2 separate regions of the Mus musculus genome follow, and region 2 is linked to region 1. A link is a contact called in public HiChIP or PLAC-seq data. All regions are on one chromosome and are shown on one strand. Each heading gives the region's core, a stretch centred on a gene start, on an enhancer-like site or on the middle of the called end of the contact. The rest is flanking DNA. Distances are from core to core; before and after follow the strand shown. Region 1 holds the start of Degs1 (delta(4)-desaturase, sphingolipid 1). Region 2 has its middle 26 kb from the start of Trp53bp2.

The links. HiChIP or PLAC-seq counts read pairs in DNA pulled down with a chosen protein or histone mark.
Region 2: a contact with region 1 is called in an HNF4G HiChIP or PLAC-seq map of pancreatic cancer cells. The contact joins the enhancer-like site here to the promoter of Degs1 in region 1. A contact is called at or near these places in 1 of 39 promoter capture datasets (the C10 cell line), 1 of 15 datasets of contacts at CTCF or cohesin (CD8 T cells), 2 of 484 Hi-C or Micro-C datasets (the G1E-ER4 cell line and nephron progenitors), 4 of 115 datasets of contacts at active chromatin or transcription factors (the SCID.adh cell line, bone marrow-derived macrophages, effector CD8 T cells and 1 more) and 1 of 9 other capture datasets (adipose tissue).

The regions. Positions count from the first base shown.
Region 1 is chr1:182,279,707-182,284,728 of GRCm38.p6, forward strand. It overlaps Degs1 (delta(4)-desaturase, sphingolipid 1), which reads right to left and starts at 3,095. Exons shown (of 3, transcript NM_007853.5): 1 at 2,916-3,095; 2 at 1-12. The coding sequence starts at 2,997.
Region 2 is chr1:182,380,550-182,385,641 of GRCm38.p6, forward strand. No RefSeq gene overlaps it. Among named protein-coding and RNA genes, the nearest start is that of Trp53bp2, 26 kb to the right of the region's middle. Within about 2 kb of position 2,677, at least 52 of the 459 cell types and tissues checked have an H3K27ac peak or open chromatin away from gene starts, as enhancers often do. A contact at or near this core is called in the G1E-ER4 cell line, adipose tissue, effector CD8 T cells and 1 more, where this site is marked.

The sequences.
Region 1 (5,022 bases), core at 1,845-4,344:
CTGGATACTTTGCTGCAAGAAAAAATAAATAAATAAATAAATAAATAAATAAAGGAAATGAGAAAGAAAAGCAAACCATAGTTCAGCAACTATAATTAATACACTCAGATTAATGCAATTAGATTTTTCCCTTTTCTAAGTTATAATTCTCCCCCTGACAGACTTTATGAGATATTTATTTTCTAAAGGGAAAGACTATGTTCTGGTAATGAAGTCACAAAATAGCATGATACAACAGTTTATGCACGAAGAATTAATCTGGACAGTCCACATTCTTTTACACTAAAAGAATTACGTTTACGTTTAGACAAAGCCTGCACATATTTTCTTTTAAGATTTATTTGATTATTTATTTACTTTATATGTTTGAGTGTTCTGCCTGCATGTATGTTTGTGAGCCATGTGGTGCTTTGGTGCCTGCAGAGATCGGAAGAGGGAATGGAATCCCCCTAGAGCTGGTTACAGTTAGTTGTGCGCAACCATGTACCACTGGGAACTGAGCCTGTGTCCTCTGCCAGAGCCAACAAGTGCTCTTGTGCCCTTAGCCACTGAGCCATCTCTGTAAGCCAAGCTCTGGCACGTTTACCGTATATAACCATGAAGTTAGCTCAGCTGACACAGGAAAGAACGTAACATTTGTTCCATAGGATCTCTAAATCACAAAAACTCTCATTTCCACGGTTCTTTTGGACCAAGCTTCCTCCAGGGAATTCTGTTTTGAATCTTCACCACACTTTAAAAAAAACACCTGGGCATCGTGACACACATAACCTCAGCCCTCAGGAGGCTGAGGTAGTTAGTAAATTCCAGGCCAGTCTGGACTACATGGTAAGATCCTGTCTCAGAAAAGGAAACAAGGCAAAAACAAACTCCCCAAACCCAATAGTCTAAGGGCCTCATATCACCAGAGGAGAGGTTAAGTGCTGAGACGAGCAAGAGCTTAGCCACGTGAGCTTTCAAGCCAGCGAGCCTGGCATGCCCAGCAGAGGCAGAAACAAGAGAGGACGAGATGGAAAGACAGCACACTCCTGACAGCCACAGTGCACACTGTGGCGTGTGTGCACGCACATGCACTTGTGGGGGCACACCCACACGCCCACGTACCCAAAGGCAGGTAACAACTAGGTTGTGGAGAAACCAGAATCTTCATACACTGCCTGATGAGTATGTAAAATGGTTTAGACTGTCTGACATTCAACCAAAATGCTAAAGAAAGAACGGCCAGCAACCCCCAAACGAAAACGAATCCATGCCCTGTACATGAACATTCAAAGGAACACTATTAAAAACAGCTGAGAGGGGGTATCAGCTCAAATGTCTATCAAAGGAATGTTAAGCAAAATGTGGTATCACCGCACATATTAAAGGGTTGGACCCCAGCTGGCAGATCTGGTCACAGTGAGGATCCTGAATGTTCTGACCTTATCAACATATTAACCCCTCAAAGGACTCAGAATAAAAGGCATAGGAGGAGGTGTGCACTGAAAGCAGGCCCCAAAGGACGTTTCCATTTGCCCCCCAGCTTCCAGGCTGACATGAGGGGGATCAGCTTTTTTCCTTCAAACCCCTCTGGCATGATTTCACCAGACACCTCCCCCTTCCCCCCTCCCCACACACCCAAAAGCACCGGTGAGCACCGATAAGCCAGCAGCCAAAGGCCTCCCTCCCTCCCTGGAGCAGCAGACATTTATCACCGTAATGAGGCAGAGGCAATGACTATACGGAAACCCCAGAGCCCAAAGCACCTGACAGCACAGCTGGTGATAATGACTGAGGCTCACTCAATTTAAGTTCCAGGTCAGAAGTCAGGGGTGCAGCTCAATGGTAGAGAACTTACTAGCACCAGGGATCCCCTGAACGTGAATTCCACTAGAAAAATAAAGTCCATTTGAACGGCAGCTAGTCACTCTGATTTGCGAAACAAGTAATGTCTAAGTTTAGCAACTACTGCAGAAACCAGGGCCTCGCCGCCCCCTCCCCCATTAGGCAAATATTTTTAAGAAAGAGTGTGAAAATGGTGGATATGAGGCAGTTCCTCATATTAAAAGGCCTTTCATTGATTCTCTCAATTAAATCAAAACAAACAAACTAAAACAACTTTCTATATCTAGCACCAAGAAAAGAAAAAAGGCAGACTCTTTGGCTGCAGTCTAATTATGAAGATGTTGGAATCTTCTTAAACATTACTTCATCTTTTAAAATGCCGGCTCAGGCAAAGTACTGGAAAGGAAAAATTGAACTGGTTCATATATGCAAAGCTCATACCCAACAATTTGTCCTTATTCTTAAGAGCAGCCTACGTGGGATAAGAGACCTCTCTATCTCACGTGGAAACCCCCCCTCCGCCCCCCATACTCTCCTAAATCAGGCCTAGCCTGTCCTAAGGTCCGGGAGGCTAAGCTGCGCGCCTTTCCTATGCAGCCGGTCCCGCAGATCACTGGAATAAAAACTCACAGGAGCCATCCGGTCTGGGAAGCCTAGGGTCACCCGAACCTGGTCCCCCGCTAGGCCTGCAGCTGACTGGACCACGTGATTGAGGCTCCCGGGGCCGGGGATGCCCCTGGACCACGCCCTGAGCCAAGCAGGCGTCCGGGCTCGAGCCTACCGCTCCACCAGGAGCGGGGGTCACCCTCGACTGTCGGAGCAGGAGGGGCGAGTCCGGATCGCCCTACCTGGGGACCCTCAGCTCACAGGCCGGCGGAGGCCTCCAACACATGACCATCGAAGGGCTAGCAGCGAGCGGCGGCGCGCTGATCCCTCATCCCTCGGTTCTCCCGCCCGCCCGGAGCCCGCGCCGGCGGCCAAGCAGCGGAGCGGCTGGAAGGGGCCGCGGAGGCCGCGCTCGCACGGCGCGCACGGGAGGCCGCTCAGGGCCCGCACGCGGCCACGCGCACATAACGGGGTCCAGTCTTCACCTAAGATCTCCTTGCGCCGGGCGGCGTGGGGCTGGTCCGTGTAGACCCATTCGAACTCCTCTCGGGACACGCGGCTACCCATGGCTGCGGCCTGTGGACCCGCTCTGCCTCCGGCTCGTGTCCGGACGGCGGCAGCTCGAGGCCCGGCTCTAGTCGATAAGCCGCGGGGACGCGGGCAGAGGCGGGGCCTCAGGCCACGCCCCGCAATGACCACGCCCCTCGTGGGAGGCGATGGGCGGGACCTGGGTCGGCAGCCAAGAACCTTGTAGGCTCACGAAGCCTGGGAAAAGGTGAAAAGAGAAGGAAAGATTTGCGGCTGGATAAGGCTCTCGCTTTAGCGCCTCAGTGGGTGGAGTACATGGGGTGGCTACCTCTCCTTGAGTTCGGAAGATCACTGGCTTTGATTAAGTGGCAACGAGCCCATATTTCGCTTAACTTTTAATAGCAAATTATCTGTCGAGCCCTGTTTGGTTGCCTTCTGGAACTAAAACCTCCAGAGATTTGGAGTGTGTGGCAACTAAAATCTAATTTTTAAAAAAGTTTTTTTTTTCTCTTTGCTTTTCTCTCCCCTCTCTCCCGTCTTCGCCCCTCCTCACCCCTCCCGCCCCATATGTTTGCTTTTGTTTCTTGAAGTAGGTTCTCACTACCTAGCCTAGGTTATCCTCCAGCCGGTGGGCCTGCCCTTGCCTCCCAGTGGAATTTCAGACTTGTCTGAACAATGCAGTAAAGAAAAGGGAAGGGAGAGATGGGGTGGAGTTGGTGGTTCTGATGTTTCCCTACACTAATGGTTGCTCAATCATGCATCTTCCCGTGTCACAGAAGTGATCACCCGCAACTTCCTGTGGGAGGCAGGGGAGATTTGATTTCAAAATGCCTATCATTTCTTCACTTACGAGGTTTAGGGATTAGAGGTGTGGCACAGAGTTGGAGCACGGGCCGAGCAGGTGGATGGACTAAGAGCCCTGGCTTCTCCGTGGAGCCTGGAAGTGAAAGGAACTGCTAATTAAGATTAAGATTACAGGATTAGGGATTAGCAGACCAGATGACTTTCCTAAAGAAGCCAAGTGGTCATGAGTATAAATCAGACACAGACACACACCACTGCACATGCATACCACAACGGGAGAGGTGGGGACACAGAGAGACAGACATCCAAGTCTGACAAGTCTTGGAAGTACAACTGCTCATGTATAGAAAACTACAAACTACAGAGGAATCTGCTAAACTATGGGATACCATCAGCAAGATCTCACTGTAGGAAACGATATGGGAATTTTGTGTTCTCTAATAAAGGAGAAAAAAAAAACCAACAAATTAACAGGGACTTAAAGGATAAACTAGCCAGCTGTGATGTATCAGTCTTATTTATTCTGAAGGGTTAAAATGATGTGATGTTATTTAAAGATCTATCTATCTGGGTGCAGTTGCTTTCAGAGGCCAGAAAAGGGTGTCAGATCCCTTGGAGCTGAGTTACATGCCGTTGAAAGACACCCCACCTTCCATGGGTGCTGGAAACTGAACTCTGCAAGAGCAGTAGGAACTCTTCAAATACGGAACCATCTCTCTAGCCCCTGATGTGATGCTATTTAATTAAAGTATCATCTGGGTAGGTGAAGGTATTAAGAAATTCTTGCCGGGCATGTTAGCCCAGTTGTGTGTGATCCCAACTGAGCAGAAGCCTAAGGCAGAGATCACAAGTTCCAGGATTGCCTTGGTTACAGAGCAAGTGCACCGATAAAACCCAGCCTCCTCCATATACACACACCCAACACAGATAAAAGACTTGAGACAGAGTTCAATGATAAAGTGCCCAGTAAGATGCTGGGTTCAAAACCCACCACCACCAAATAAATAAATTAAACAAATAAATAATAAAAAGAAAAAAACCCAAAACCCCTATGATTTTTTATAATAGTGCTTTTCTCCCAGAGGTTCACACTAAAGGAGAAAATAAGACAACTGAAGTAAAATACATATTCTAGCTATATTGTGTTGTGCTATGCTATGGTACTGCCTAAAACTGTAAAAGGCTGGAGCAGAAAGTGAATTCTGTCCATGACAGGGCCTCTGACTGACACACATATGCCTAGGGCCTGGAGCAACGAAG
Region 2 (5,092 bases), core at 1,427-3,926, 100 kb after region 1:
TCTCCGAGATGGACAGTTTCTTGCCTACCATATAACAAGCTTTATTTTGGTGATCAGCGTGGCTGTTACATGGTTAAGGCGAGCTTCCCCTTTTCCTATTGCCCACTAGACAGAGCATCTTCTTCTTCAAAGGCTCTTCAAAAATGAGCATAAAACATGCATCGCTTCTATGAACACACATTTCAACTCGTGTATAGCTTATATTTGTGTTCCCCCTCAGTTACCCTCAAGGCTACTGTGAGAAAGAGGAAGGAGCGTAGAATATTCTGGCACAGGAAACAGGGATCCAGCCAAGAATGGATTATGCCACATCTCGGTTGAGCTATGAGACACTAGACCGTGTGACTAGGGTAAGCAGGCTTGCCTCATAGAGGAAGCAAAATTATGACCAAGAAGCAAATGGGTGTACAACAGTTCCCAGTGTGGAGCTAGGAACAAGACAGGAGCCTGGTCCAGATGCCAGGGGTCTTCAGACTCGAGATGCAGAAAACCTGGACAGGGTTGCCTTGAGCAGCCTGAGCTCCACACGGTGTTGTGTTTGTCTGCATGGGTCCTGACCGAGACTGCAGCTGATAGCATGAGCTCCCACATCTGGGGCCTGATGCAGAGAAGAAAATGGATGACAAAGCAGGGGGAAGATAGGAAATATGCATATTCTCTGTCAGCTATGAGCTAGCATCATCATAGGTAGCAGAAAGAAACTGTGTAGGCAACCATATACTCAAAAATTGTTTCTAAGTAAGGCCTTTACAGACTAACACACATGTGATTTCTAATCATCCTGATCGGTAAAGGGCCTTTTTTGAGGGGTTGTCACCCCAGTGGGTTACATATTTAGCACCTCAGAGTGGCCTTTGAGTTAAAGACCCTAGGTCAGCCTTTGAGCCTTTAAAACATTTTTTTGAGATTTTGGTTTTATGTGAGTGCTTGCCTAGATGTCTGTCTGTGTCCCACAGGCATTGCAGTACCTGCAGAGGTCAGAAGAGGGCACGGATTCCCTAGAACTGGAGTAACAACAGATGGTTGAGAGCCGCCATGTGGTTACTGGGAATTGAACCTTGGTCCTCTGGAAGAGCAGCCAGTGCTCTTAACCACTAAGCCATCTCTCCAGCCCCATGACCTTTGAATTTTCTGGTTTAAGGCCTGGACTTGCTCATATCTGGTTCATGCCTGCCATGCTGACAGTGGACTTGAGCATTATGAAAATCCCAGAAGAATAGTTTACAGGAAAGGTTTCTCTGTCCAGGGACTGGAACATCTAGACCTCTAATCCACGTCCCTTGGAGATATACCGCCAACATTTCTAGAGTGAAGGCTGACTGGTCTAATCATTCTGGCAGTCAGAAATCTCTTCCCTAAACACAGTACCCTGATGGAGAGAGCACCATGACAGGCAGTAGACGTCACCCAAGTTCCTATGAAGCCCAATGAAGACGCTCTTTTTGTCAGAAAATGCTTCTTCAATGGCTACGCTTTCTGATGAGCTGAGGGAAGCTCTTGGGTCTTGGATGGGGCTACAGGATATGGGCCGCTTTTGTCTCCTTGCACCAATCTCCCAACCCAGCACAGACCTCTGACACTTGTGTCCCTTTTTGCCAAACCGAAACACTTCATTTTGGAGGGAAGAAGAGAAGAAGGAGCTAAGATTCAGAAAGCTAAGGAGACTTTCTAGAAGTCCTCTGCCCTGAGTCTGTAAAAGCAGAGGACGGTCTCAGGGCGAGGGATCTGTGGCAATGGAAGTACCTGCAAGGTGGGCAGGAAGGTCCGGAGATGCAGCTCACAGTGGCTACCTTAAGTCACCCATACTCTTGTGAGTGACCCCTGTAAGCTCAATGATCCACCTAGACTTGGGAGGAATTGCGTCTTCAGTCTGTTACCCATGCCCTACCACAGAGATTCGTTCACGTCGTCCCAGGGAAAGTCACAACAGACACATTCTTCCTTCCCATGGCTTTGCCATCACTGATCAATGTCACAATCAAAGACGACGATTTCTGTTAGCCTGGCAGATGACAGAGTCAAAATGTTCAGGATTGGAGGAGCAGATCATTGTCTCAGCTGCTTCTCGTGATCAATTCAAGGGCTTCTGCTTTGAGATTTTTCAAGTTGGCTAGTCAGGCACTTATCATGTTGGGAAATCAACCAGATCCCTTTTCTCCATGGCCCTGGCTGTTACCTGCAGCTTCAGTATAACAGGGGAAGTTATATGGATGGAACATTCTGGAGCTGTAGACTCCTGTAGCACACCACATGTTCCGTTCTGCCGTTTTCCAATTTCTCTTTTCACAGAAGGAACATGGAATGGGTTGGGATATTCCCTTGATCACGGCTTCCAATGTGAATCATCAGCTGTTAGCTTCTGAAACTTCTTTCCCATCATGCCAGGTTTCGGGTGTGGGCCTGTTCCTGTGTATGTGTGCCTGTGTGTGTGTGCACATGTGCAGATGCATATATGTGTCTGTGTGTGTGTTTGTGTGTGTGTTCTTACAAAACTTTATATAAGCCACACAGCAGAGCTCTCCTTTCAAATCCTTACAAGCACCAGAGACTGAGCTTGTGACTTGAGGACAGTGAGGCAGGCGGTCTTTCAAGTCGAAATCCCAGAGGGTGGAAGCAGACACCACTCAGGGCAAATGAAGCCTTCAGGGTTGTTGTTAGGTTGGCACAGGGTGTGGACCAGGCAGGATGAGTCATCTTAGGAAACGTAATACTGGGTGGAGCTGGGCGGCAGCGTCACACTTCGTGCTCTCGTTTTATAATTATCTTGGTATTGATCCACAAGGGTTGCAGCAAACCTCATGGCTGTTCTTCCCGTAAACAAGCATAGAGCCCCCATGCTATCATGAGGGTAGGAGAATAGGTCTGTTGACCGAGAGGGAAGAATGCTGCCCTGGGCTCTGATGCCCATTGTTCTTCAGCTGTGAGCCCCCAAGTAGGTCAGGATTAAACAGTAGGGGACAGTGGGATTTGCAGTTAATCAGACTGGGTTTTAATTACAGCTCCTCCATTTTCCATTTACTTAGCTCAGGTTACTTTGCTTTGTAAGACTTTGGGGTTTTCCTCCCCCTCTGTAAAATGGACATAAAACTACTTCATGGAACTGTGAGAATTTATTATTAACATAAAATGATATTATGCACGTGTTTGATAATTCCCAAGCGGCCAGTAACCGAAGCCGGTGCTACTTGGAAGACTGAGTGGCCTTGCTAGTTTTCAGAGGGCTAGCAGCTCTGACAAGTCTTGAGGCCCCCTTTTTCAGCTCTGCCTTTTGGAGTCTTGGGTCCTGAATGTGTTTTCACTTTGATGCTATGCATTTTATCCTAAGACTGTAGCACCACTGCGAATGCAGAAAACATGGCTCTGTGCTCTTGTTGCTGTTGTGCAGAAGGGAGTATAGGGTAGGCCATGCACATTCCTACAAGACAGGGAGGTTGGCTTTAGTTCTAGTAGACTGAACACATTAGCTGTGAGCAATGTCACCAGTCATGGGACATGGATGCCTCTGGGTAGAGGACTGTCTTAGTCAGGGTTTCTATTCCTGCATGAACATCATGACCAAGAAGCAAGTTGGGGAGGAAAGGGTTTATTCAGCTTACACTTCCACACTGCTGTTCATCACTGAAGGAAGTCAGGACTGGAACTTAAGCAGGTCAGGAAGCAGGAGCTGATGCAGAGGCCATGGAGGGGTGTTAACTACTGGCTTGCTTTCCCTGGCTTGCTCAGCTTGCTCTCTTATAGAACCAAGACTACCAGCCCAGAGATGGCACCACCCTCAATGAGCCCTCCCACCCTTGATCACTAATTGAGAAAATGCCTTACAGCTGGATCTCATGGAGGCGTTGTCTCAACGGAAGGTCCTTTCTCTGTGATAACTCCAGCCTGTGTCAAGTTGACACACAAGACCAGCCAGTACAAGGACCTGAGTCTATGACCACCAAACACAAGTCTCCATTAGGCCTATGTGGGTATAAGATATTTTAAGAACTGTAGATTAAAGATGTCAATCAACTGATGATGGATAACGACAGTGTGGTACCCAGATGCAATGGAGTTTTACTGATCTGTAAAGAAAAATGAAATTTTCAGGTAGGTAGGTAGGTAGGTAATCTGGAAACCATTATATGGAGAGCTACACACTAAGATCGTAACCTAAACATAGGAAGACAAAAGCTTCGTGTTCTTTCTACCTTATGTGTGCATCCATTTTACAAAATTTAAAGAGCTCAGTTGATGTTGCCCTATATAGACAATAATGTTCTTCTCAGATTCCATAGGTTGTCAAACAAAAGGCCAGTCTCAGGTATGGGATACTCCCCCATGAGTTGTGGGTCAAGAGTATCCTGGGTGCACCCCCAAATGGTACAGGCTATTGCTATTGGTTGTCCATCTGATGGTAAGACCCTAATGCTAAAGACACCACACACTTTGGCCACAGGACATGGAGAGATCAAGTTGTTACCTACCAGGAGCAGCCTCCTTCCTGCTCCTCAGTGCTCAGAGTACCAGAAGGTTCCAGCAGTTGGGACAAAAGAGTCATGTACAGTCTCATCCAAGTATAAACCCTGTGATTCACCATAATGACCAACATGGCGAGATATGCCCAGGGAAGCAATGGTGGCATGAAGGTTATGAGGATAACCAATGTTCTCCAATTGGATTTAAGGCCTGTCTCACAGGAGGAAATACATACCTACTGTACATCTGGCCTAGAGCCCATGGTTGGGAAGTTCATAGATTCCAGGGATGAACCTGACAACTATCATTCTGCCAAATGGACAAAGTCTCAAACTGCCTTCTATAATCCAGTTTCTATACCCGTAGGTTAGTGCAGCTCTTGGGCCTCATCAGAGAAGTTTCTTTTGTGCAGTGAACAGTGGCTTCTAACAGAAACTCATACCTTGTCAAAGCAGAGAGAGAATAAGTGTCCAAGGAGCGCTCAGCACACATGGGACATCTGTATCTGCTCCCTACCCCCAAGGCTCAGGAGACCATTTCAGAAGACGGGACCGAGAGACTAAGAGACAGAGATGGGGAAGGGCCAGAGTGAAAGCACGCCTTCAGGACGGGATGAGACTGCTCCACTCACAAACTC